2 separate regions of the Mus musculus genome follow, and region 2 is linked to region 1. The links are chromatin contacts, called in public Hi-C maps. All regions are on one chromosome and are shown on one strand. Each heading gives the region's core, a stretch centred on a gene start, on an enhancer-like site or on the middle of the called end of the contact. The rest is flanking DNA. Distances are from core to core; before and after follow the strand shown.

What was found. A called contact is a pair of places that touch in the nucleus more often than the background predicts.
Region 2: a contact with region 1 is called in a Hi-C map of pancreatic cancer cells, with 2.7 times the contacts expected there. The contact joins two enhancer-like sites. A contact is called at or near these places in 4 of 39 promoter capture datasets (the 3T3-L1 cell line, hippocampal neurons and liver), 1 of 15 datasets of contacts at CTCF or cohesin (pro-B cells), 3 of 484 Hi-C or Micro-C datasets (adipose-derived mesenchymal stem cells, frontal cortex and pancreatic cancer cells), 2 of 115 datasets of contacts at active chromatin or transcription factors (SST interneurons and pancreatic cancer cells) and 1 of 9 other capture datasets (adipose tissue).

Annotation. Positions count from the first base shown.
Region 1 is chr3:36,207,258-36,213,196 of GRCm38.p6, reverse strand. The region is part of intron 1 of Qrfpr (pyroglutamylated RFamide peptide receptor); the gene reads left to right. Among named protein-coding and RNA genes, the nearest start is that of Qrfpr, 12 kb to the left of the region's middle. Within about 2 kb of position 2,401, at least 20 of the 459 cell types and tissues checked have an H3K27ac peak or open chromatin away from gene starts, as enhancers often do. A contact at or near this core is called in pancreatic cancer cells, where this site is marked.
Region 2 is chr3:36,351,187-36,357,125 of GRCm38.p6, reverse strand. It overlaps Gm42209 (a long non-coding RNA gene), which reads left to right. Exons shown (of 3, transcript XR_880773.1): 2 at 1,735-1,793; 3 at 2,617-2,908. Among named protein-coding and RNA genes, the nearest start is that of Gm42209, 52 kb to the left of the region's middle. Within about 2 kb of position 2,810, at least 12 of the 459 cell types and tissues checked have an H3K27ac peak or open chromatin away from gene starts, as enhancers often do. A contact at or near this core is called in pancreatic cancer cells, where this site is marked.

The DNA.
Region 1 (5,939 bases), core at 1,152-3,651:
GTGACAAGGACTCGAGATAGCTGTCCCTTTGTAAGCAGTCCGCTGAAACGTTACTGAGGGAGGCCCTTGACCTCTCTGGAGTCTTTCAAATAAATTTGTAAGGAAGTAAATAAATAAATAAATATGATTAAAAAAATAGGTTAGAGTACAAAACATACAAACAAAAAACTACAAGTATTCTCTTGAAAACTCCAACTCTAGGTATGAGTTAGCACAGCTCACAGGGGTTTTCCGTTCTGTTTGCCAGAGCTTCAAGGACTGGCTGTGTGGAGGAACCAGGAAGTATGACTCTCGGGCTTTATCAAAACAACACCTATCACTTTTTAACAAATACAACTTTGCCTATGATTTTATATAAAAAAATAAGAATATATTTCATTGAATGGATTGGAGAGGGGAGGAAGACCAAAAGAAGAAGAAGAAGAAGAAGAAGAAGAAGAAGAAGAAGAAGAAGAAGAAGAAGAAGAAGAAGAAGAAGAAGAAGAAGAAGAAGTGCTTTGCATGCTGCTTTGAACATTTGAACAGTTGGCGAATTCTTAGAGATTACAAACTGGTAAATGGAGAGAAAGGCTAAAGGAAGTTGTTGAACTTTATTTTATTGAAAAGATATTAATTTATGGGACCAGTTCAGATCAGAGGGCTTACATGGAGCTTTATTTTATTATAGAAATTTCAATATGGGCAAATTGATTGTGAAATTAAGAGTCCCATGGGATGGGTTTCAAAAATCTATTAATGGTAGCCATGACAGCTAGTAATAGTCTTGTGGGAGAGGAAGGAGAAGTACAGGCTTTTAAAGAAAAATATTCAAGAGATATACAGCACAGGGGCTGGAGATGTGGCTCAGTGGTTAAGAGCACTGGCTGCTCTTCCAGAGGTTCTGAGTTCAATTCCCAGCAACCACATAGTGGCTCACAACTATCTGTAATAGGATCCAATGCCCTCTTCTGGTGTATCTGAAGACAGCTACAGTGTTCTCAATTACACAAAATAAATAAACGAGTCTTCAAAAAGTGAGAGCTACAGAAACAGTTATTTGGAAGAAAACTCAGAAATTGTGCCACAGGACTAATCTGAATGTTTTTTTTTTTTTAATTAGCTTTGTGCACATTTTGAGAGAGAGAAGAAAACCTAGTGCCTATTCTGTTACTGCAAGTCAAGGGAAATCCCTAAATTTTCATAGAAAGTGAAGAGGGAATTAGCAGCCACAGGAGTTTCTGTAGAAGATCTTCTCTCTGTAGGGCAATGAGAATAAGGACAGAAAAGGATATCTGTATTAAAAATTGATCTTCACCTCAGAGGATTAAGAAGGATACTTCTTGGCTTATCTGGAAATTTCTGAAAGTGTCCTAGGCAGATGAGACTCACTCGTACAGGAAACAGTTATTGTGAACAAGGCTGTGGGATCCTCTGCTCAAGCCTTCCCCAGGCCCTGTGATGGAGGTGGGTCAGGGTCATTCCCACTTGAAAAGCTTACAGAGAGTAGATTCACTCTGGGGAAATTCAGGATGAGGTTCACACGGTTCCCCGGTACCCTTGCATGTTTCCCATGAGGCCACGCAGGCAGGACTTTACCACCATCTGAGCTGATTCTTGGAGGGATGCTTGCACATATCTCATAGAGCAACACACACTGCACGATACTTATTTCTCATCCATCTCCCGTGTTTCGTTCCAGCTGAGCTCAGGGTTTCCCGCCTAGCCACGGGCTGCACCGTCTGAGAGCTCCTTTGCAGTTTGTCCCCACCCTAGCAGAGTGAGCCATTGCATCTGCTGTTAGTCATAATTGACATTCAGGTTGAATGTCTTTCTTTCCGTGGGACTGGAGGCATGAGGAGCTCATCTGTTCTGCGTTGTCTACATAATAAACTCCCTGAGTGTGTGTGGATTCTCAGGGGTTCATGCATATGTGCTCACTGATTCCTTGCTGGTTACAGGTATGAAAGTTTAGCCAGCAAGCTCAGAGCTTCGACAATGACAGCTGTGATCCTGTTAGCCACCAAGCTCCTCCAGAATGTTTGGCCCCAGGCCAGGAGTTCCGAAGAAGGCATACATCATAGAGTTGGCTATATGTGACTGTAGGCCTGAGTCCATCCAATAGTCAGCAAGCCCAGTGACACATATCTTTTGCCTTTGAATTCTTTGACATCCTCCCCTGTAACTTGGTCAGTCAGTCCCTGCATGAGGCTTTGAGGTTGAGCCTAACCAGCATTATGAAGCTGTTCTATGTCCACCTTTCCTGGGCTGGCTGATCTGAAAAGACACAGGAACTGTGGAAAAAACCACAAATCCCACATCAGCTTCAATAGTGTCTGCACCACCACTATATCCTCCATGGGGTGTGTCAGCTGTTTCTGTAGATCATGAAAGCAGAACCATTGTCTGCCTTCAAGCTTACACTTTATGGCAGACCAACTCCTATATTGCCAGTTCCCCAATTGTTTTCTTCTGCTGCTGAGGAATCCCAGATAGGTCTGAGAGCAAAACTGGAGAACTTTCTCCTAGCCTGTGGCATCGAGGAAGGTTCAGCAGATGTTGTATTTGTTTCCCTTTATATCTGAGAGTGATGGGCTCCTAATGATTAATCCTGCAACAGCTAGGGAAATGCTTACTGTTTTTATTTGATTTTGTGAAACAAAAACGAAAAGCATTCGTTAGGCAGTGAGCCAGTACGGATCACAGAAATCTTAAAAGACAGCTTGTTCTCACCTCCTGGGAGAGACGAGCCTATGCGGTGCGTTACTGTGTACATTGAGGCTTTAATATTAGCTGGGTTGTGTATCATATTGCATGCTATCATCAGAAGACCAGAACAGCTTAAAAATAATATCTGATGCTGCCATCTGGTGGCAGATGGCACCACAGAAACTATTACAAGATCAGAGGCTTAAAAAAAAAAATGAGTGTTTTATGTTTATACCCATAGACCGATGCTATTCCCTGCCCTGCCCAAAAAAGCTTCCCTTTGTGATAAATGGTCTGTAGTGAATGCAGAGGCTCATGGCTGCTTAGGGTGCTGAGAGGAAGTGACAATTAGTGTCAACTCTCAATAGCAACTATACCTCCCCTTCTAAGGTTCAGGGAACATCGCCAAGGAGACAAAAAGGATGTAAGAGCTGGAAGATAGATAGGGAAGGGGACTGTGAGATGCTCCATTTTAGGCAAGGCATGGCTATAAGCAATAATGTCACGGCATCTGCCGTTGCTTCCATTGGCTGGGCCTGGCATCAGTCAAGGCTGGAAAAAGACTCATGGGACCTCATCCCATCCTGATGAAATGCTGACTACTGGTGGATTCTAGGGGAAAAGCAGCCGTTGTCTTCACTTGTGTGTTCACAGGTGAGCCTGCTAGGCTCCAAGGAATAGTTCAAAACCCAGGTTCTGGGTTTGAGCACCACAGCTCTGGCCAAACCCAGTGGGTCATAAAACAAAATGCAAAGACATGAATATGAGAAAGGGACTTATGAGGGGTAAAGAGGCAGGTGGAGGGAGGGTGTGGACAGAGTTAGAAGGGAGATAGGAGGGGGATGGGTGAAAATAGCCATGATTATTTTATATATATATATATATATATATATATATATGAAACTGTCAAGTGAGAAAATTAATCAAAGTTAGATATAAAAGAACCAATGCACATCGGTCCTTATGGATTCCGATTTGGCTTCAGAATGAAGTAAGCACTATGTACATATTTTTGCCCATAAAGTATTACTCGGAAATCTCTTCTAATACTGCACAAAAAGACAGCAACATTATTTTAAAGACATTTTTTCCCCAGTGGAATTACAATGCATATAAAAACTCTCTGAGTGGTATAAGGAAGCAGAGGCTAGCAGTTGATGTCAAAGCAATCACTAAAACACTCGCTGTGATGTCTTCGTTTGTAAGCCTGACAGAACACATCAACCTGCCACAGGGTTACTGTGAGAATGACCGATTCTATGAGCAAAGGGGCTGGAAACTTAGGGCCCTCTGCAGGTGCAGTTGTTGTTCATAGATTGAGTGGTAGTGTTCTGAATGTGTTTGCTTGTGTGTAGAATAAGCTTGTGTCAAGTAACTCTGATTAAATGCTATTAAAAAAAAGTGCACTTAGTATCTCAAATATATACAACAAGAATTTATTCAAAATGGTGCCAGTCATATAAACTTGTAGCCTATTTGTATTAGATATTGAACAAGCGACATGAAAAATCATTTCTGTTCTTAAACTATAAGGGTTCAAACTGATCACTTGTGCTTAGCAGGCAGAAAGAAGATAGTACTGGTTTTATTTATTGCCAAAGCGGTGACGTAGCCCTAGAAGAGGCCGGAGAGGACACTGCTATAGCTGCTCCAGAGTTGCGGTTAATTGCAAGGCTCCAGAGTGTTTCCAGGCCACCCAGCTTTGTAGCACAGTTCTGTCACATTTCCTTCTCACACAGAGATGCTGCCAGGCCTCATTCTCACCTGGGATTTAAGACAACCCCATGAGTCCAACTTGCTGTCCCTTGCTCTGAACCTCCCTTTAAATAGCCATGTTGTCTAATTCATACTGCTGGGGGCACTTCACGTTGCCCCACTCCCCACCTCGCCCCGCCAGGCGCTGTGAAACACTTCCGCATGGTGCCGACCCTGTTCTGCTTGCATCCAGCAGAGCTGAGTACCAGGCCTCGCTGTGCCCTGCAGGGAGGTTGAAAGAGCCCCCACTGAAATGAATACCCAGTCTTAACACTAGACTGACCTAGTACCAAGAATTCTCATTTTACAGGTGAGAAGCAGAGGCCCGCATCAGTTGTCTATTCTACATAATAAAGCAGTCACAAGAGGAGTAACCAAGGAAATCATTGTTCACAATCCCACAATCCAGAGGCATCGCTCTGGGATTGATACACTCGAGGGGTTCTTAGGCTAGATTCACCGGAGTCACCGGTGAGTCTAGGTTAAGCTGGTGAACTGCCAGGGGACTCACTGTATGAGGTCTCAGGAAGAGGCAGGCCATCTCCGTCCTAACATTTTCCTGTATCGGGGTAGCCCAGGCTTCTTCACACAGAGTTGTTGTGTGACAAGCAAAAACTGAAGCTTGGAAGCCTCTGCGGACTTAGGACAGGATGTTGCTCGGGCACTCGGCATTCACGTGATAAAGGAACGCTGCTCCAGCTTTAGAGAGTAGGGAAGCATTTCTCCACGTGAGGAGGGAGTCCAAAGGGCTTGAGGTCTGTGATGGAGGAGATTTGTAGCCTTTGTCCTCCTGTCTCACAATTTCTTACAGCAAGCGAATTGTCTAAGCTTCCTTAGGAAGAGTCGGTCGACAGGCTTGAGCCTGAGGAATCGGCCTCTGTCTGGATTGTTGTTGTTTTTGTTGTTGTTGTTGTTGTTGTTGTTTCAGCAGTGGCTACAGTGGAAAAGGAAAGTTTCTTTCTTCAGTGACTCCTGCTTCCGTCCCACTTCGTCACCATGGTACCCTGTGACCACAGTAGTTTGCCCATATGCTCAGATGGCTAATTTGTAACTTAATGGAAATCTGATAGGACCATTGCCTTAGAAACCCTCATGAAAATCCATTCCTGTTAACTTACTCTCCTCGGCCCTGCTCAGGGAGCTGCCATTTACCAAACTCTACAGTGATTCAGACGCGTGGGTAACTACAGCCCATTCAGCGACACTGAATTAGTTAAAAACCTTCCCTTATTGCGGTGTCTAGGAACAATCACGGATTTGCTCTTTATGAGGCGGAATTTCGTTTTGTCAAAAGCTAATCTAAGTGTCACAATGAGTCTGAGCCACGGATTGGTTTTCTTACCAGGTTCTGAGAAACACTGGTAATAAACACACGGGACACTAGCTTGAGGCTGTCATTAAAGACAGGGAGCAAGCCTTGAAAGTTAGTGCTGACCAGCTTCTGATAACAAATTAAGCCAGGATCTAATGAAATAAAAAGAGTTGAGCAAGATGTTAAA
Region 2 (5,939 bases), core at 1,561-4,060, 140 kb before region 1:
ACGCTCTGTCATTGGCTCTTGTTCCCACTGACAATGTCTCCTGCTTCTTTCTCTCTAACCTTTGGTTTATTCTGAAGGTAAAGAATAGGTAGAGAATTTGTTCAATATACAAAGTCGTTACCCAAAAAAGAAAATCAGCCACAAGCATACAGACACTTGAGTCCTTTTCTTTATTTAGTTCTCTAGGTCTTGAGACTTTTCTAGAATTCTCTTTAATCTCTTTAGAGTGACAGCAGAGACAGCTCATGCTTTTTCCCCCAAGAAAAGAAAGGAAGAGAAAATATATCCCCCAAAATTTCTCTTAGATCTCTTAACAAACTGCATGAAGTTTTCCTTAAGCTGGAAGATTTGCTCCAAGGCGGTAGCCGTGTAGCTTATGATGTCCCTTATTAGTGTTTTGTATATAAAACCTTGAAGGACATAGATGCTCTGAAATCTAGCTTCTAGGTTCAGAATGCTCTCTGAGAGATATACAACAAAATGTTTTGAGGATCCCCAACACTCTTTAAAATCTTGACTGATACATACCTGTTGCTCTAGATGGTGTCTAAGTGTTTACAATATAGTTTCTTGTTAAGAATCATGGGAAATGAATGTCTAAAACACAGAAGTAATGTCACTGAAAATGAACTCACATGGAAACAGGAGAGGGACAAATCTGAACTCCCTGCTTATCTAGAATGTGACCACAGTAGATCGAAGCCTAAAACACCTCGGATATTAGCTAGTATCAGAAAAAGAACCCACCACTCTGTGGTTTGACGGCTCCAGCACAGGCATCTCCCTGTTTATTCTGAATGCAGAGCGTGATCACAAGTTTATCTGCAGAACACTTTGGTGCAGGAGCCCACCTGTGTTGGCAATTGTGTTAGCCGGTGTGTATGGGGTGTTGGGGTGTTGCATTTCATTCCAGAAGTTCACCAGTTGCCTGGTTAAGAGAGGTGTGGCTCTCCTCACAGCTAAATAAGTGAGAGTTGATGGATCCTGGAGGTCAGCATGTTGCCCACCCTCTGTCACTGTCCCCTACCCGTGTACCTAGTGCCTAGCTGGAGATGAGTTCTTTTCCTTTTGTGCCAAAGATGATGTATGGTCACCTACAGGCTGGCTTAAAATAGAGACAATGACACTCACAGATTACAAATTGTTCCTGGGGGTGGGGGTGGGGGTGGGGGTGTCAATTACAATTTCAAGCTTAGCTATTGCCTTCAGTAACCCCTTTCAAAAAATTTTTTAAAATACAGTAAATATGTTCTTGAAAATATTAGCTAAAGAATAAACTTATAAAGCAAAGCTGAAAACCACTTTCTAAACGTTTGATAGAATGACTAATTCTATTCTTCACAAAGTTTCTATAGCTAGCCTTTTCCAGAGATTCAAAGAAAATGTGATATCTGAAGTAATTTTAAAAAAGATACAGATAATATTCTCTGGGAACTGTGTTAAATGACTTGAAAATTATTTTGTTGATGATGAAGGTTACATGCATCCGGAGAGAAAGAAAAGAAGCTCGATAGTTTACAACTGTCTTGTAAGTTTTCATTTTCTCAGGCTTTTACATAACAATAAATTTTAAGTATGTATGAATTGATTGAACCCTAGAATTATTTACTGTGTCCCTGAAAGATTGTGTAAGCACTTCAGCCAAAGTGTCTTGTTAAATGCATAACATTCTACAGCAGGAATTGTCTTCCACTTGAATGTATTTGTTTTCTTTATTCTTTTTGCGCCTTTTAGAGTTCAGTCAGATGACTAATCTACAGTGACCTGGTTGGAATTGTGACCCCCACAAGCAGGTAAAGAAGAAAGTACATTAAGTTTAAATATTAAAAATATTCAACTGACGAAAACATGATCCTGTTTGTGCTGACAATTGTGATCGGTCATCGGTACTAAGGCTGACCCTTTTGGCTAATACCCATTTACTTACTCGTCTAATGTTACTGGACTGTTCTTAGATTCTAATAACAAATTAAAAAAATAACAGTATAATAAGTGTTTGAGAACAAAAGAAGATGACAGACAATAATAACCACACCTTTCCAAACTAGTGTTAGCAATAGGTAAGGATTCAATAGCAGAAAAAACCGCCACCACCAGTATAGGAATCAGACCTGAGAAGTCTGTTTCTGTCACTCATCAATGAGTGACAAGGCCTTGGACCATCTCACCTTTCTGCGCCCTACTAACCTTGTTTTGTTTTGTTTTGTTTTGTTTTGTTTTGTTTTGTTTTGTTTTTAATGTGGAATTAGGAGAGTTAGACTTAATATTTCTAAAACCAACAGTCACGTTGGAGAGACTATAAGTAGCCCGTGGAGTTACAAGTAAAGCTGAATCCTTGACTACATGGCAGAAAAGAATTTGGGGGAGGTGGGGGGGGAGTTATTTCAGGACCAACTGAAGTAAATCAACATTAGTTTATTAAATAGGGATATGAAACACTACAATCTTTTGATTTAAGCCTGAGGTTTTAGAGATGCTTAAGAATAGGATATTAGATACCCTAAAGGCATAAGTGTGGGCTTCGCAAGAGATAGTGTAAGACCCCCCAACTCAATGTGTTCCTTAGACCCCTAGAAACAAAGCCCAGCATGGAGTTCTTTGTTCTTTCACCTTCAGCCTGAAAAACCGATGACCACTGGGTGATCCACCTAATTCCTGGAACTGGCTCACCACAATCTTGACCCACCCAGGCGCCTGACTCATTTTGTAAGGGACCAAGAATGCTTGCCAAAGATAGCCTGTAACCTTTCCGTAAGAGATGAGCTGTAATTCATCATCCTCATGCTTATGATGTTTACTCAGCTTCCCCTTTCTTTGTGGTTTTTTCCTTTAAAAACCCTCAACTGCAACTGCTGAGGGTTGATCTCCTCTGCCCCTGTGTGGGTTATGAGCTCAGCCTCAGCATGCTGATTCCCAAATAAACCTCATGCGATATTGCATCAAGAATGGTGTCTCTTGAGTTATTGGGGCGTCGGCTCATCCCCAGACTTGAGTGAGGGTCTTCCCGAAATGGGGGTCTTTCAATAGAAAAGTTTAGATTTTGTGCACACACACAAACACACACACAATTTTGAGGTTTTCTAAATCTCATTGTTTAAAGAATAAAATTTGCAACAAAATTTAAAGATTAAATGATTTTCTTTGATAAATAAAATGATTGCAGCTGTCATGATGCAGTGCACAGTTTGGGTTTAGACTGAGAGAGGAACCCATACACAAACATGGCCTAGACATTCTGGCCTTAAATTAGCAGCTTGTGATTCTTAGTACCTTTAGATGTTTTTATGAAGATAAATGTTATTTATATAGCCTAGAAGTGTCCAATCTCAGGTACCAGGCACTTCATGAAACTGAGAATGTGCATGACTGCAGCTCAATACAAAATTGTAAACTTACTTAAAATATTATATAATTTCTGGCAACTCAGTTGTGAGGTTCTCAAGTGTGAACTTTGTAGATAACAAAATCATTCCCCAATGTCAAACGGTTGGAGGCATCAGCTGTGAGCAATTTATATTTTATCAGATGTATTGACGTTTCTGACTCCCAGCCAGATTCTGGAATGACTAAAGTTTCCTTTACATGTTACCTTAATTTCCTCTCTCTATATTTTTTAATCTTACCTAAAAAACATTTCTAGGTCTCCAACAGGACTCTCATGTATGATTGAAACTGAAGAAAACACAGGACTTAATATAACAAGCTCGAGATTGTGTCCTGCTCTGTCCACAATGAATTTGACCGCCGAGCACTAGCCGTGGCCTTAAAACTGTAGGCGAGAGTCCCTGTTCCTCCCCACTCCTCCCCAGCCCCTTGCACCTTCTCTTTGGTACCCGTGAGTCAAGCAGCTTTGTCTCCTACAACTCTCTCCCTTTAAATTAGCTCAATGCTACTTGTTTTTATTTTGTGTTTTTGGTTTTGTATAGGAAAAGAAAATAATTTTATTTCATATGGTGAACTGTGGGGATTTTTAGTGTAAAAACATTTGATGATGCCATTGAAGTGGTGCATGTTTAATAAATTTAAAAAAATCCCTCTCTGTATCTCATTGTTCCGCGGTTCTCTCAAGCATAGGCTCTTCCCATCACCATAACAACACATGGTCTGTGATGGATATCAAAATGTCATCAGAAACAACAGAAGGAACTAGCTCGCCATCCTCACATAGATTACATATGCTTTTCAGTCAGGAGTGTTTTTGATTTAGATCACTCAGTGTATGTTGTACAGAGAACTTTCTCTAAAGGCCCAGGTTCCTTATGCTCTGAAGGGAATAAGGCAGATCGGATGGAGACAGAGTGAGAGAGCAAAGGGGACTTATGAGGTCAGGGACTTATGAGGTCAGGATGTAGAAAACTTTCCGAGGACTTTTCTGAGCCTGGAAGGGGTGAAGGATAGTGAGATATTATTAAATTCTGAACAACAACAACAAAAAAGAGTAATTACAAATGTTCTTAGGAATAACTGAGATCTCATGACTGAAGAGTGGGAAAGTGGCTGGCTACAATCAAAGGCCAGGGGAGTTCAATAAGAACCTTTGGCTGGGACATAGTAGACATGGTTACCTCGCTTAGCACAGAGATGGGAGAAGCTAGGCCATGAAGCGGGCAGAGTAAGGGGTGCTAGTCACAGAAACAATAAAGTTTGCTTTTATAAAGAGGGAGCACAAAACTGGAAGTTCATTAGAAATGTGCATTTTGCAGATATACTTGAAATAGTTTTAGTCTGCAATCAATGTGGTGTTGCAGCATGCCTGCCAGCTGCCTCATTGAAATGGAAATGCCATTCCTACAGCTAGTGAACACAATCAAAACCGATTAGGTGGCAGGATCTAGCTGCCATCAGAGACTGTGGAGGGCTGGCTCCAGAGGCCAATTGCTTCCTTTAAAGGCACTGCACAATGAGATGAGCTGAACAACCAAGCCCCAGGACAAACAAGCTCACTGTGGGAAGGGAAGTCTCATCCCAAGCAGCGTGTTCCCAGTCTGCTGTGCAGGAAGGGGCCTCACTCAGTTCCTTTACTGTTAGAGTCACTCTGTGTACTTAGAGATTAGCACACATTTGGCAATAGATGAATAGGTAGTATACAGCACTCCCTATAAACGTCAGCCCAAGACTCCTCTCCTCTGTCTTCCACTCCTGCAAATGATAAGGTCAATAAACAGGGTTCACTTTCCGATACCTTTATTTACATGGAAAGGGGAAGAAGCAGAACTTGTCTAAGGCTTCAACCTTCTTTAACTAGAGACTTAGATTTACTGAGTCGTCTTCTCTCTCTCTCTCTCTCTCTCTCTCTCTCTCTCTCTCTCTCTTATTTCTTTATCTTACCTTTATTCCTCTCTCTCTCTCCCATCCTCCCTTCTTTTCTCCCCCTCTTCCCCCTCTACTTCTACCTGCTCAGTATAAACTATTGAATCTCGGTCCTACCTTTTTCCTTTTTTTAAAAAAAATTATTTTATTTTTAAGTATTCTTTCTTAAAATTTTAAAAATTTTATTTATTTTTATTTTATATGCATTGGTGATTTGCCTGCATGCATGTCTGTGTGTCAGATCTTGGAGTTACACGCAGTTGTGAGCTGCCATGTGGGTACTAGAATTTGAACCAGGGTACTCTGGACAAGCAGTCAGTGCTCTTAACTACTGGGCCTCCCTTATTTCTTTTTATTGAAAGGATGACATTTGTTGAATTAATTATTTTAAAAATTAAGTCCAGTGGCGGGTTCATTACCCACCTCAATACTTTATGTTTCCGAATGAGAGACACACACAGGCAGAGTCAGTCACACACACACACACACACACACACACACACACACACACACACACAGCCTTTATTTTAATATGCCTTCAACAGTGCAGTAGCTGGGCGACTGCCTAACCTCCATGATGTGAATCTACCTCCTGCTGGTATCCCTGAGTTATTCCTTCTAAACTCTAT